Linked DNA regions of Columba livia: region 1 is linked to region 2. A link is a contact called in public Hi-C data. All regions are on one chromosome and are shown on one strand. Each heading gives the region's core, a stretch centred on a gene start, on an enhancer-like site or on the middle of the called end of the contact. The rest is flanking DNA. Distances are from core to core; before and after follow the strand shown.

Region 1 (6,106 bases), core at 1,000-3,499, 70 kb before region 2:
CACAGCAGGACAGGCCCACAAAATGATGTGTTAGAAGCAAAGAAACAAAACCAAGACCCCCGAGCTGAAATTGATAATTGAGAGAGAAAACTTCTCACAGAAAAGTAGAAATTGATGTCTCCTCCTTGCTTTACTGCTTCATTCACTTGATGATACAGTATTAAATTAAAAAATGCACTGGTTAAACAAAAATACTCAATAAACTCTTCCAAATGTTGTAAATAGCACCTATCGCACAAGCTACACTATGACCAGAACAGTCAATACCACAACTGACGTATATCATCGTGCAACTTCAGTATTTTTGCAGCCCCACAATCAGAACAGGTTTCTTCCTGCCGGCAGGGGATTCCTCCCGTGCACCTTCTGTTATTATCCTGGAAAACGCATGGAAAAATAATTCTATTTAAAAAGTTGAAGTTCTTAACTCCTACCAGCTGCTGGCAAGCCCAGTTCCACACATCCATAACAGAGCAAAGGACAAAGCCGGGGGCCTTTTAACACCACTACACAGAGCAGCATTTTCTCGCATTATTGGGAGCATAATCAGTACCATGCTTCTTCAGCTTACGGAAAAAATGATCTATGACTCAAGATAAGGGGGGGGGAATAAGTTAACTATGCAAATACGCCTAAAATGTATTGGAAAAATCTGCATCATTTTAATGTTGAAAGACAAAGTCTTATATTTTCCTTTTTTAAACAAACTTCATTTCAAGCAGCTTTAATGTAAAAAGGAATAGTTTGTTTCTATTCAACCAGGCCATGATCTTTCCCAAACACCACTGAGAGGGACAGATGACTACGAGGCAGGTGAACAAAACTCAGTCTACAGAACCAGGTTCATGTTTCGATGGACACGACAGCGAGCGGGTCTCAGAGCTGCGTCCTGTGTGCACAAAGGCCGTGCACAGGACAGCAAACGGAGCCAGATCACACCCAGACTGAGCCCCCAGCCCAGACCAGCGCAGCCCCCGCCAGGAACGCACCTGGGAGTGGAACAGACCCCACGCACCGAGCTCGGCCCTGCGAGAGGAACGGACCCCACGCACCGAGCTCGGCCCTGGGAGTGGAACGGACCCCACGCACCGAGCTCGGCCCTGGGAGTGGAACAGACCCCACGCACCGAGCTCGGCCCTGGGAGCGGAACGGACCCCACGCGCCGAGCTCGGCCCTGGGAGAAGAACGGACCCCACGCGCCGAGCTCGGCCCTGGGAGCGGAACGGACCCCACGCGCCGAGCCCGGTCCCGCTGAGACACTCACACCACCCAACCCCAGCAAGCGGTTTCTGCACGTGGACCAGTGAAACACAAAGTCAAAGGCCAACAAATCCCTCCTCCTTCCATTCAGAAAACTCATCTCCAAACTCCTTTTATAAAGGGAAGCAAATATCAATCGCTATAACATGATTGGCTAAAAATGCCTCTTCACCCCGCAGCACCGTGCCCCAGTGATGTGGATGAGGTTCCACACTGACATCCACCGTCATGTCACGGGGAGCAGGGCCGGATGGACCGAGCAGCTCCACGCAGTCCTCCTCACACTCACTCCTGAGGCTTCACCTCCTTTCTGATGAACAAGATGATGTAAAGTGAGTAAGTGAATTTCACAGGAATGTCTAGGAAAAGCAAACACACATTTGGAAGAGGCGGGGGAGCAGGAGTGAAGAGGAACCAGGCACAGCACCCCGCTCCCTGCGCAGAAGAGACCCATCGCCCCGAGCGGACGGGCACAGGGCGGCCCCTCGGCACCCACAGGACCGCGGGGCAGCGGCAGCGCGGCCGGAGCGGCCACCGGCCCGGCGGGCAGCAGCGGCCCCGCCCGGCCTGCCCAGCACCGCGGCCCTGGAGCCGCCGCCGGCCGGGGCTGAGCGGACCCGCCGGGCCGGGCAACGCGGCCCAGCAACCGCGGCCCCGGCACGGCCAGAGGCGGGCGGCAGCGCTCCCCCCGCCGCCCGGGGCAGCCTCCCCCGCCCAGCCCGCCCCGCGCCGCCGCCGGCCCCACCTCCGGCTGCCCCCGCTACCTGCTCATCGAAGCGGTTCACCACGGCCTGCACCCACTCCACCGGCTTGTGGGCCGCCATGTCCCCCGCCGGCCCGGCCAGGGAGGGGGGCGGATCCCCGCAGGGCGGGCGGCAGGAGAGGCGCCGGCAGAGGGAGCGGCTCCGTATCCCTGGCGCCCCGGGGCCCTCAGCTGCCCGCAGCCATCAGCGCGCAGGGCCCGCCATGACACCACACCGGAAGGGAGCGCAGCCGCCCCCGCCCGCCCGAGCGCAGCGCCGCGCCCGCCGCGCCAGGGGGAGCGCCGACACACCAGCGGCGGCGCCGGGGACGCGCCGCGCCTGCGCGGCCGGGGGGCGGGGCCACACCGCGCCTGCGCTCCCTGCCCCGCCCGCGCCGCGGCTGCGGCTGCGCGGCCAGGGGCGTGGCGGGAGGCGGGGCCTTTTGCGCGTGCGCCGTCCGCGGGGCGGGGCGTGAGGGGCGGAGCCTGAGGGGTGGGGCCCGAGGGGCGGGGCTTGGCGTTGCCCGCGGGTTCCGCGAAGCGCCGCAATAGTACGAACTGTATCTATGCAATAGCTGCGGTAACCCACGAGGTCATGTGTCATCTGCAGTTCCGGTACCGCACACCGACTGGAGGGTAGAGCTGTACTTTAGCTTTATAATTAAAAAAAAGTTCTTTAATAAATTAGTTTAATAAATGAGTTTATTGAATGGCTTCTGCTACATCTGGAGGCTTCTCTGCGGAGATCCAGCAGTAACTGAAAACACACAGCATATCGCACACAAAGTGTCCCCAGCACCCAGGCAGCGCTTTGCTCTGTGCCTGAGCAGCAGGATCCGCCATCGCAAACACCCGTTTCCTTGGGGAACGTTCGTTAGTTTTGTCTGCGGGTGGACAGGAGCACAAACCCGCGTCCTTCCGCGCAGAGTCACGGGAAAGTTCCGGCAATTTAAACAAAGGTGCAACCCGAGGAGAGAGCTGAGCACAGGACTGGAAGCTGGCAAACGCGCAGGGAAGAAGTGCAGAAGAAAAGGGACTGTGTTACTGCACCCGCAGGGGCCTCGGCCTGGGCACCCTCGTGTCCTCAGAACGCGTTGTTGTCACCAGCAGCAGCAACATGAAATCTACTCTGCAGTGTGTATTCCGTCCCTGTAAGTAACAAACACTGCAAGTCCTGCAATTCGGATTTACACTATGAACAACTCCATTTCATCCTAGCAACAAACTCAGGAACTCGGTTCTCAGCAAAAATTTTAGGAGGCACATGTCTTATAAAACCATGAAAATAAATTGCAAATATTTTATGTAAGAAAAAACAACTAAGCGGTTGAAGAACAAATAGGAGGTTTCTGTCCGTACCACTTGTGGTACCTTTCAGGAAATGCAAAAAGCATTCTGATTTATACAAACTACAAAGTCTAATGTTGGGCTGTTAAGTGCACTGAATTTTGTATTATCCATTTGCTGTGGCGCAGAGGCTATTGATCCCTCTGCATTAGAGCGCATTACAAGGGGCAGCGTGAATGTGCTTCAGAAAGATTTTTAAAGCTAAATGTTGTCTGGAGTCCTAGAAAAGACTTCTGGTGCATCCGTTGTACGTACTCATACTACATGATACGTGGCTGTACGTGGTTAATTACCAAACTCCCAGCTGAGCTGGGTGGCCAATGGAGCGGGTCCCTGAACCTCCGTGTCTGTGCGCACGGGGGCTCGGCCGCCCGGGCCCAGCGCAGCGCCGTGTGTGACACAGCCGCTCAGAAACACCCCTTGTTCTCCCCAGCGCTGCCCTCGCACCGGAACCGGCACCGAGCAACGTCCTCCGGGCTCTGCCGCGCGGTGTCCGAGCCAGAGCCCGCGGGAGCAGGCGCTTCACTGCGCTCAGCACCCACAGCTGCTCGTGTTCCCCAGCGTCTCACTGCTCGTGTTCCCCAGCGTCTCACTGCTCGTGTTCCCCAGCGTCTCACTGCTCACATTCCCCAGCATTCGCCAAACACCCCAGCAGTGTCTGAAATATGCTAAGTGATACTTTTCAGTTTCTGTTGATCAGCTTTGGTCCGGAAACCTTCCACAACGTGCAGAGGCGTTCCTGGGTGAGGTGCATGTTTGGTTTCAGCTCCTGCTGGATGGGGTAGTGTTCTGGAGGAAACTGGGATTAGCGTAAAAATATTTTCTCACTGTACTTAAGTGAAGCTAAACAAACAAACTTCAGTAAACGAGGAAGGACGGGAGGGAAGGAAGGACCTGCCGAGCTTGCGGTGGGGGGTCACTGGGCATCTCCCGAGCCCTTAGGCCGGCTTTAAATGCAGGGAGGGGGTGGCCCAGGGGCAGAGCCCCCAGTGCAGTGACCCCGCACCCCCGGTCTGGGTCAGAGCCCCCAGTGCAGTGACCCCGCACCCCCGGTCTGGGTCAGAGCCCCCAGTGCAGTGACCCCGCACCCCCGGTCTGGGTCAGAGCCCCCAGTGCAGTGACCCCGCACCCCGGGCGCGCAGGGGACGCTGCTCCGGCAGTTTCGCCCATTAGAGGGCAGGAGAGGCCACCAAAATCCCTCACATTTGCACTCTTCGTGTTAATAACTAGAGGGGAAAACAGCCCGTGCTTCTTTCTGTCCGATAAATGAGCGGTGGTTTTGTGTTCTTTGCATTCTTTCCATCTCGCTGACTCACCTGTAACAGGCTGGATACATTTCAAAACGTGAAGAAGCTTTTTCTAAAAGATGAAGCCACAGATTCTCTTTTGTGTTCTCTGCCTCCCAGCTCCTCCCGGACTGCAATCGATCTGTCAAACATGAGCAGAGCAAAGCGAATGATCCGACTAGATTAACAGTCGTCACTGAATGATGGATTATACTTTGGAGAAATTAGAGATTTTATACAAAATATTCACACCGGAACTTTATCCTGGAAAGTGTAATCAGCAAAGGATAATTACAACAGTAGCGCGTTGTTCCACACAATCAACTTCTAAATGCAAATATTTCTGTTCCGGTAGAAATCTCATTTGGATGCAAAACACCAGGAGTTTAATCCCTGATACTTGATCTGACACAAAGAAACGGTCCGTTATCAAGATGTCACCGAAGCTCAGGCGTCCTACGGAACGGAAGGCACGGGGGTTTCTGCAGCGGCGGCTCTGCCACGGGAGGGAGGGACAAGGTTCCACCGCGGAGCACATGAGCTTCCCCCACCTTCATCCCCCAATGGAACTGCACTTGAAATGTTTTGCCGTGTTAGACCGGCAGAATCACAGACTTCATCTTTTCCTTCCATATACGTAAATAGGTGCGCTGCTATACAATTCTGTTTCTGTTCTGAAGAGCAAAAATACCATGCAGTCCTGTGCACGTGCACAGCCGCGCGGCTCTATCTTCATCAGAACTGGCACTGGCACATTGATCTCATTAAAATTAAAAAAAATACACCCTTTCTTAACACAGCCATGGTGGCACAACCTTCAAGTCTAGACCAAAAGGGCACTGACTGAGCTGTCTCGTGAGACAGGAGGCTTTATCACACTAGCATGGAAGAGATCCTAACTGCAGTTTAAAGATTAGGAGCTGCACAGAAAGAAATCGGGCATGAGTAAGTGTCCACGTGGCGGTTCATCGCCCTCACAGCGGAGTTGTGCAACCCGCAGCCTTTAAAACCCCAGTGACCAGAGCCCTGCCAGAGCCCTGCGGAGCCAGCGCTGCGGGCAGACAGAATGTGCAGCTGCAATCACCTTTGTTCTGCAGCCGATCAGTCCCTATAGGTCCCAACACATACATCTCACTCCCCCGTCACCAGAATGACATCTGACAAAAAGTCATGCTCCCCTAAAACCCTGCTGAGCTATTTATTAGACATTTTCTGTACAACCTGTGACTTCAAGAGAGATAGAACTAGAAATCTCATCAGTCTCATTTGGGAAACATTTATAAATAGTACAAAATAGACAGTAATTACAGGTGAAGCCATACCTGTGTACACACTGCCCACTGCACGGCTTGCACGAGGCAGTTATTACGTACCAGCCCGCGTATCTTCAGTACTCACGGCAACACGGAGCTTTTCCTTCTTGTGCCACGGAGGCTGCTGGAGTAACGGAGCACGTCGTCCCGCCCGGCCA
Region 2 (6,373 bases), core at 2,349-4,848:
AATGTGAAGGAATTATCCTGGGAAAACCAGACTGGGCAATCTAAGACGCTCAGATCTGTGCTGTCAGACTGCTTTTCCGTGTTTGAGAGTTACATTTGTGTTATATCCCAGTGAAGAACCAAGATTTGACACTGAAATCAGTGCTGCAGAGAGCACGTCCCGGCAGTATCCCTTCAGGAGTTTGTGCTCTGGATGAGGCTTGTCGAGTGAAAATGTTTGAGCCCGTATGTTTCTAAGCAGTGCAGAGGTGGTCGGGGCGGCGCTGCGGGGAGCGCGGGCAGCGGGGGCAGAGCCGCGCGGTGCACACGGGGACGCGGGTGCTCGGCTCGGAGCTGCAGTGGGGCCGCGCCCCCAGCCGGGGCCGCCGGGTCCCACCGAGCGCGGTGCTTTGGTGGGACGTGGAAACAGGAGCTGTGTGGGGAACACGAGAGCAGTGACTGTACCGCCGGAGCAGCGTGCTGTCCTTGTGACACTGCCCGTTGTTACAGGGTCACGCGGCGCCGTACATTTTTGGTGTAATTTCTTTTGCTTGTGATTTTTAGTTTATAAATACATGCTAAGTCCACCTTGCCTTCCACCGTGGTTTTTGGAACAGATTCCCACACTTTTTCTTGCTGCTGTCGGTGCCTGCAGCTCCCTGCTTTAATGCTGGGTCATGTGCTACTTCAAGGCATTTGCATCTAATTAGTGTTACATATAACTAAGTGTGGAGCTCTGGCTTTAGAGAGTGTACTGGTATCTCCTCCTTCTTCCAGGAAAATAAATCTGGCCTGACAGGAGGTCCTACACTAAAACAGGGGACGACAGTCTGAGCCGAGCTGCCCCTCTTCCCCGTGGGCCTGTCCCGCTGGCCGGACCACGTTCCAACCACTGCACAGACGGTCCTGCTGCTTTCCCGGGTGCTGGGTTCTGTAGGAACATGGCCCAGGAAGATGACGACAGATCCCGTGGCACTTAACGGTGTCCTCTCTGGATCCCGCAGGTGAAGCTGATCGACTACATCCACAGGCAGCGGCAGTGCAAGCTGAGCGTGCCCCTGACCGACCGCACCGCGGAGCTCAACAGCTACCCGAGGTTCCACGACTGGCTGGACATCGTCAACGTGAGGAAGGAGGTTGTGCAGGTAAGGGGAGGACAGCACTCCACACAGATGCGGCCCGACACCATAACTTCAGCACTTACTTTTAGATAATAATAATAATAATACTGTACTGTACTATAGTCTGGGTCCAGTACTGGCCAAAAAAAGACCAAGAGTTACAATTTTGTGCACTGACATATCCAACAAATGGACAGACATGTTGAGTTGCTACAGCCTAGCGTTTTCTTACTTCTAAAAGTGTACATGCCACAATTATAAATTAGCGAAGATCCAAAAATAGCCAGTAGCACTGTGTCCATCTAAACTTAGACTAACAAAAGGGGTCGGAGTTTAGGGGTTTGTCCCAGAGTCGCGGCTGCGGAGCCTCACGCCGCACGCAGACCGCACAGCCCAGCAGACTGCACCCAGTGGCGGGCAGGTGGGCTTGGATCTGGATTTCGGCTGGGCGGGAGTCTGTGCTCAGAAACAAGGGAGATTTGTTCATTTTATACACTCCCCTCCTTCCCCCTCGGGTAGCGTCTCTGGTTGAAACCGATCCCAAAGCGCATGGCATCGGTGTCAAAGAATGCAGTGAATAACTGCTGTGGCGGGCTGTGGTGGTCGGCGTCAGCTGTTCACACTTGCAGACCACGGCTCCTTCTGATCCTTACAGTTTAATTCTTTACACGCAGATCGCTGCAAGCCTTGTTACTGCACAGAATGAGCTGACGCTTGTGCTGGAATAAAACAGACCAGATAAGCCGTGGCCCTGGCTCTTCTCTCTGACAATTTTTTGGGTTGGTTGGGGTTATTTTTGTTTGGTTGGTTTTTTTGGAAGCGGGGCCTGAAGTCCCAGCCACGTTCAGGTGGCCGCAGGGCGCGCCGGGCACTGACGGGACGTTGTTCCCTTGCTCTGGACTGTGTGTGGCTTCCCTGTGCTCTCTGGATGGGAGACAGCTCCATCCAGGGTGGCGTTAACGGCAGCACGAGTAGAGCTCAGCCCACTGGTGGCTAAACAAAGCAGAAAAGGCTTTTTCCATTCTTTTTCCCCCTTTTGGCCCCGCAGGGTGATCACAGAGTTCTCACACAGTGTCCTTTGATCCTTACACAAGCAACAAGTTTCTTTAACTTCAGCAGGAATCCACCCAGTTGAAAAATTCAGCAGATTTTCATGGAAGTAACGCCAGCTTGGTCCTGATGCAGCTGAGCAGACTGGGGTGGAATGGGTTGAGGACCAAGCTGTTCCTTTTATTTACTACTATTTATGGTGAACGCGATGCTGCCGTCAGCCCTGCAGGCTTTGGGTGGCGCAGCTAAAGGTGCAGCAGTGACAGGAGAACAGAAAAGTGGTTGCTGTGGCCAAACTGCCGGGCTCACAACTATTGTTGGTTTCTAAGGTTACTGGAATTGCCTGAGCCTAGAAGAATGTCTTTGTAGCTCTTTTCAAATCCTCGGTGCTGCGGCGCGGGGGAAGGGAGGAGGCGCAGGGCGCTGCACCGTCCAGCGGGCGCAGGAGCAGCGAGCGGGCGCTGCCCCGGGCTGGTGTCACCACAGGGGCGGACGAGCTCGGGTTTGGTCTGAGGCAGTAAGAACATATTCCGACAGCTGATTATTTCATTCATGCTCTCTTGCTGCCCTCTCCCAGTCAGTGACCAGTGTAATGAACTATATTCCCTCTGTTCTCTGGGACAGAAATATGAGGTGTACAAAGCATTTAAATTCCTCTGTGATTCTGAATGTATGGATGTTTTTTAGAAGTTCCGCTCCTATTTCACGCAGCTGCGGGCAGCTTCTGCAGCATTTAGAGTAGCTGCACAGGATGGGGTCGTTCAAATTGTTTTTGAGTAGGCACGTTGGAACAGGCTGTAATCTGGGGAAATGGAAATAGCAGGGCTAATAAACCTGCTGCTCTGCTCTTGCAGTGATATTTGTGTGTGTGTGTCCTGTTATTTCACTGCTTAGCAAATAGCAACGCAGCCCCTGTTGATGCTCGGACACCAGCACAGTGCAGGGGACGAGTTGTCTGTCAGAACTGTTACAGGTGTCATGGGCTCATTCCTGCTGCTGCTCGGATTTTATACAGCATGCGAACCGCGGTGCAGCTGTACGCTTTCAGAATGGAACTCTCTGACAGAAGGAGCTTTGATAGGTTAGTTATTAGGAAATACATAATGTTTTCCCATAGTGCACACTGCCTGTGACATGAGGGGCGGTTCAGGAGCCCTGGCAGGGATGGCTGAGTGGGTCGGACAGTGGCAGCGGGGATGCTTGAGTCCCATCTGCTTCCGTGGCTGTCAGACAACATGCACTGGGGAGTGACTTTCCATCTCCAGGACACTGTTAGCTCACTGTAAACCTGGAACAGCCATACTGGGGTTCCTTCTCAGTGCATCCAAACGTGTTACACAGAAGCAGCAGCCCTGCAGTGTTGTGATGTGTATTCACGCTGGGCACGGGCCGCTCTTCTGGGGGTTGGAGGCTGGTTGGAGAAGGTGCGAAGGGCTGGGGAGCATTGGGGGCAGCGGGTCCGTGATCCCCAGGGCATTTCCAGTGCTGCTGGAGGGAGCACCAAGACTCTGCTAATCTGTGACATAACACCTTTGAAAAACAGCCTAATTGCGAGCAGTTCGTTAGCGGGGTTAGCGGAACAATGCTCTTTTTCTCTCTCTCTTCCCCTCCCCTCTCTCCCCCAGTCCTCTCCCAAATAAAGCTGCCACGCAGGGAGGGACAGCAGCTCCGGGCTCCCCTGTCAGAAATAGAGCACCGGCTCTAATTTAGAGTATCTGCTGACTCCTCTAGTCCAGAGCAAACACTATTTTTGCTCAGTGACTTGCTCTAGACATTGTGAAGCTTGAAAGCTCTTGCTGTTACAATTGCTGTCTTGTCAGGATCCTTTCTTTCTTTGAAAACCTTTATTTAAAACAAGAATAATGACTGCTTGTAAAATCCTTTAGTTCTGGGAGAGATTATAGTAACAACAATGCACTGTTTATGGCGCTGGGCAGCAGCGAAAGCTCCCGCGGACGTGGACAGGAGTCAGCCGGTGGTGCTGCGCAGCGTGAGGGGGCTGTGGTGCGCGGAGCTGGCGGAGCTGGAGGTAGGTGCTGAGCACGAGTGCGTTCGGGATCCTGTTTGCTCTCCGCGAACACGCAGTTCCGAGGGGTGAGGAAACTTTGAACCCCCACCCCAAGTGGTGCTATTTCTGTTTCTTTGTTATTGTTCCTCTAATCAGTTGCCAGACAGATTTTTATCACAGCAAAGGTGGCTAGTGTGGAGCGGGCTCTGCTCTGGAGCTGGGCTGGCATTGTTCTGTAACTTTCTTTATAAGTGTTTTTCTAGGAAATGCTGGAGCCCTTGTTGCTGGCATAGAATCCTAGAGATCGATTAGCACTGTGTACATGGAGTTTAATACCGTAAATGATGCATAAATGGTTAAGTATTGTGGGCTGAAACTAGGGAAAGGGATACCCGAACTAAGAACTACAAGAGGTAGGACAAGGAACCATAGACACAAGACATCCATCAGCTCTGCAGTGGTCTCGGGTGGATTGTCCTGCCCCCCTTGAGAGCTGGAGTCAGGAGCTGGGGGAGAAGGAGGGGAAGGCGCTGTGAACAGAGCACTGTCCTGGGCTGATGGGAGAGGGCTCTTGATACTTACTGGGTTCTGGGCTTGAGGCTCGTCTACCAGAAAAAATGGGTTAAAAATCTCTGTTGGCTTATCTTCTTTAGCACAGGAAAAATTCCTCTTTGCCTTTACTGTTGTTTTTCCCAGAAACATAATTATTGTATTTGTTCCCACATATAACTTGTCACCATCTTAAAAAGTAACTTAAGAACACAGTCATCATCGTCTGGAACGTGTCAGAGCCAGCCCTGCTCCCCGTGCAGCAGGGGTTCCAGTCAATCACGCCCGGGAGGCTGTTTTTAGAGCCCCCCGACCCCTGCCCGGCGCGGCTGCGGTGGCAGAGCTTCGCCACCACGGGCCGTGGGAGCAGGTGCCACAGGCCTGTGCTTGGTCTGCTTTACACCCCTTCCATTGGAGGAAGGTATCTGACTCCTCATGTGTGTATATATGTATATTTTAATACCTCCCGTCTGCTTGTGAAACTTGTCTCATTCCCCATTTAGCATTTATGCCCAAGACCTGCTGTGCTGTGGGCAGCGGAGCACGGGCAGCGCTGGGCACCCGGGGAGCGGAGCAGGAGGGGCTGGTGCCCTCAGCAGGGACAGTCTGTGCGGTGTCCTGCTGTCCCCGTGCAGATCCGCAGAGCGTGCGGCGTGGGCGTTGGGCTGAGCCCGAGCAGATGGGTGTGCGGCGTGGACGGGACCCAGCTGGCAGCAGATCCCGCTGGGGAGCGGGTGCAGGAGTGCGGGTTTAGGTGTGGGCTGGGGCGCGGCAGAGGCAGACCTGCCCACGCCTATGGGCTTTCCACAGCTGTACCCCCTCGTCTTTTGTGTCGGCATGCCTCCAGGAACAGACCGGGAGGGTCCCGGTGGACAGCAGGATGACCATAAAATCTCCAGAAATTTAACAGTACAACAATTTTTCAGTACGTTCTTCACTGGATGCCAGAAAACCAGAGCAAAATAACAACTAGCCGGCACAAGATGTTCTGAAGAGCATCCTTACACGCTTTGCTTAGAGCTATCAGTGGGAATTTAAGCGCCTTATGTAATGGGCTTTCTTGCATCTGCAGCTTTACGGGAGGATGGTTGGGAGGGAACGTGTTGGTTTACGAGGGGGCGTTCGGGGCCCGGCTGCGGGAAGAGCGGCCGTGCCCGCCGGTGCGGGAGCAGAGAGCAGCAGCATTAGCGCCATAGGCTTATCTGCAGGGAGAAATCTTTACCAAAAATAACCCATCCGCTGTGCTAGATACCGGCATTTTTGTCATGTTTCAGGGATTTAAGTTGGACACCAGACAAGATTAAAGACCTTTTTATGTTATGGTGAACTCTTCACCTCCACTAATTGCGACTAACCTTTGGATGGCTTCTTGGATGCACTCTGGTTTACTCTTCTCTTGTTTAAGCATGTCCCATGAAGTGCAGAGTCCGGATGGCTGATAGCGGGAAGGCTTTGTGGAAATGGCCTCTTATCTGTAATAGAGAGGAAAAATTTCTGGTTTGGGCTTTTTAGCATCACTTCTGCTGAGCGATGTGCGGTGAGTAAGGCTTTGACTGTTGGTGGCAGTTTTGAGGTACCGAAAATTGAAAGCAGGTTCTTTCTCCTGCTCCTTTTTTAATCTGACCTTATTACTAGAGTTGTGTCTGAATATCCGTCTGTAGCCAAGG

The links. Hi-C and Micro-C count contacts between places; a contact is called where the count stands out from the background.
Region 1: a contact with region 2 is called in a Hi-C map of crop, with 3 times the contacts expected there. The contact joins the promoter of NF1 here to the enhancer-like site in region 2. A contact is called at or near these places in 2 of 2 Hi-C or Micro-C datasets (crop and liver).

What each region holds. Positions count from the first base shown.
Region 1 is chr20:852,199-858,304 of bColLiv1.pat.W.v2, reverse strand. NF1 (neurofibromin 1) reads right to left here and starts at 2,249. Exons shown (of 58, transcript XM_065036651.1): 1 at 2,025-2,249. The coding sequence starts at 2,084. LOC102086107 reads right to left here. Exons shown (of 5, transcript XR_010467305.1): 3 at 5,958-6,106; 4 at 4,666-4,777; 5 at 2,687-4,148.
Region 2 is chr20:783,041-789,413 of bColLiv1.pat.W.v2, reverse strand. KSR1 (kinase suppressor of ras 1) reads left to right here. Exons shown (of 20, transcript XM_065036650.1): 2 at 983-1,123. Among named protein-coding and RNA genes, the nearest start is that of KSR1, 30 kb to the left of the region's middle. Within about 2 kb of position 3,598, at least 1 of the 3 cell types and tissues checked has an H3K27ac peak away from gene starts, as active enhancers do.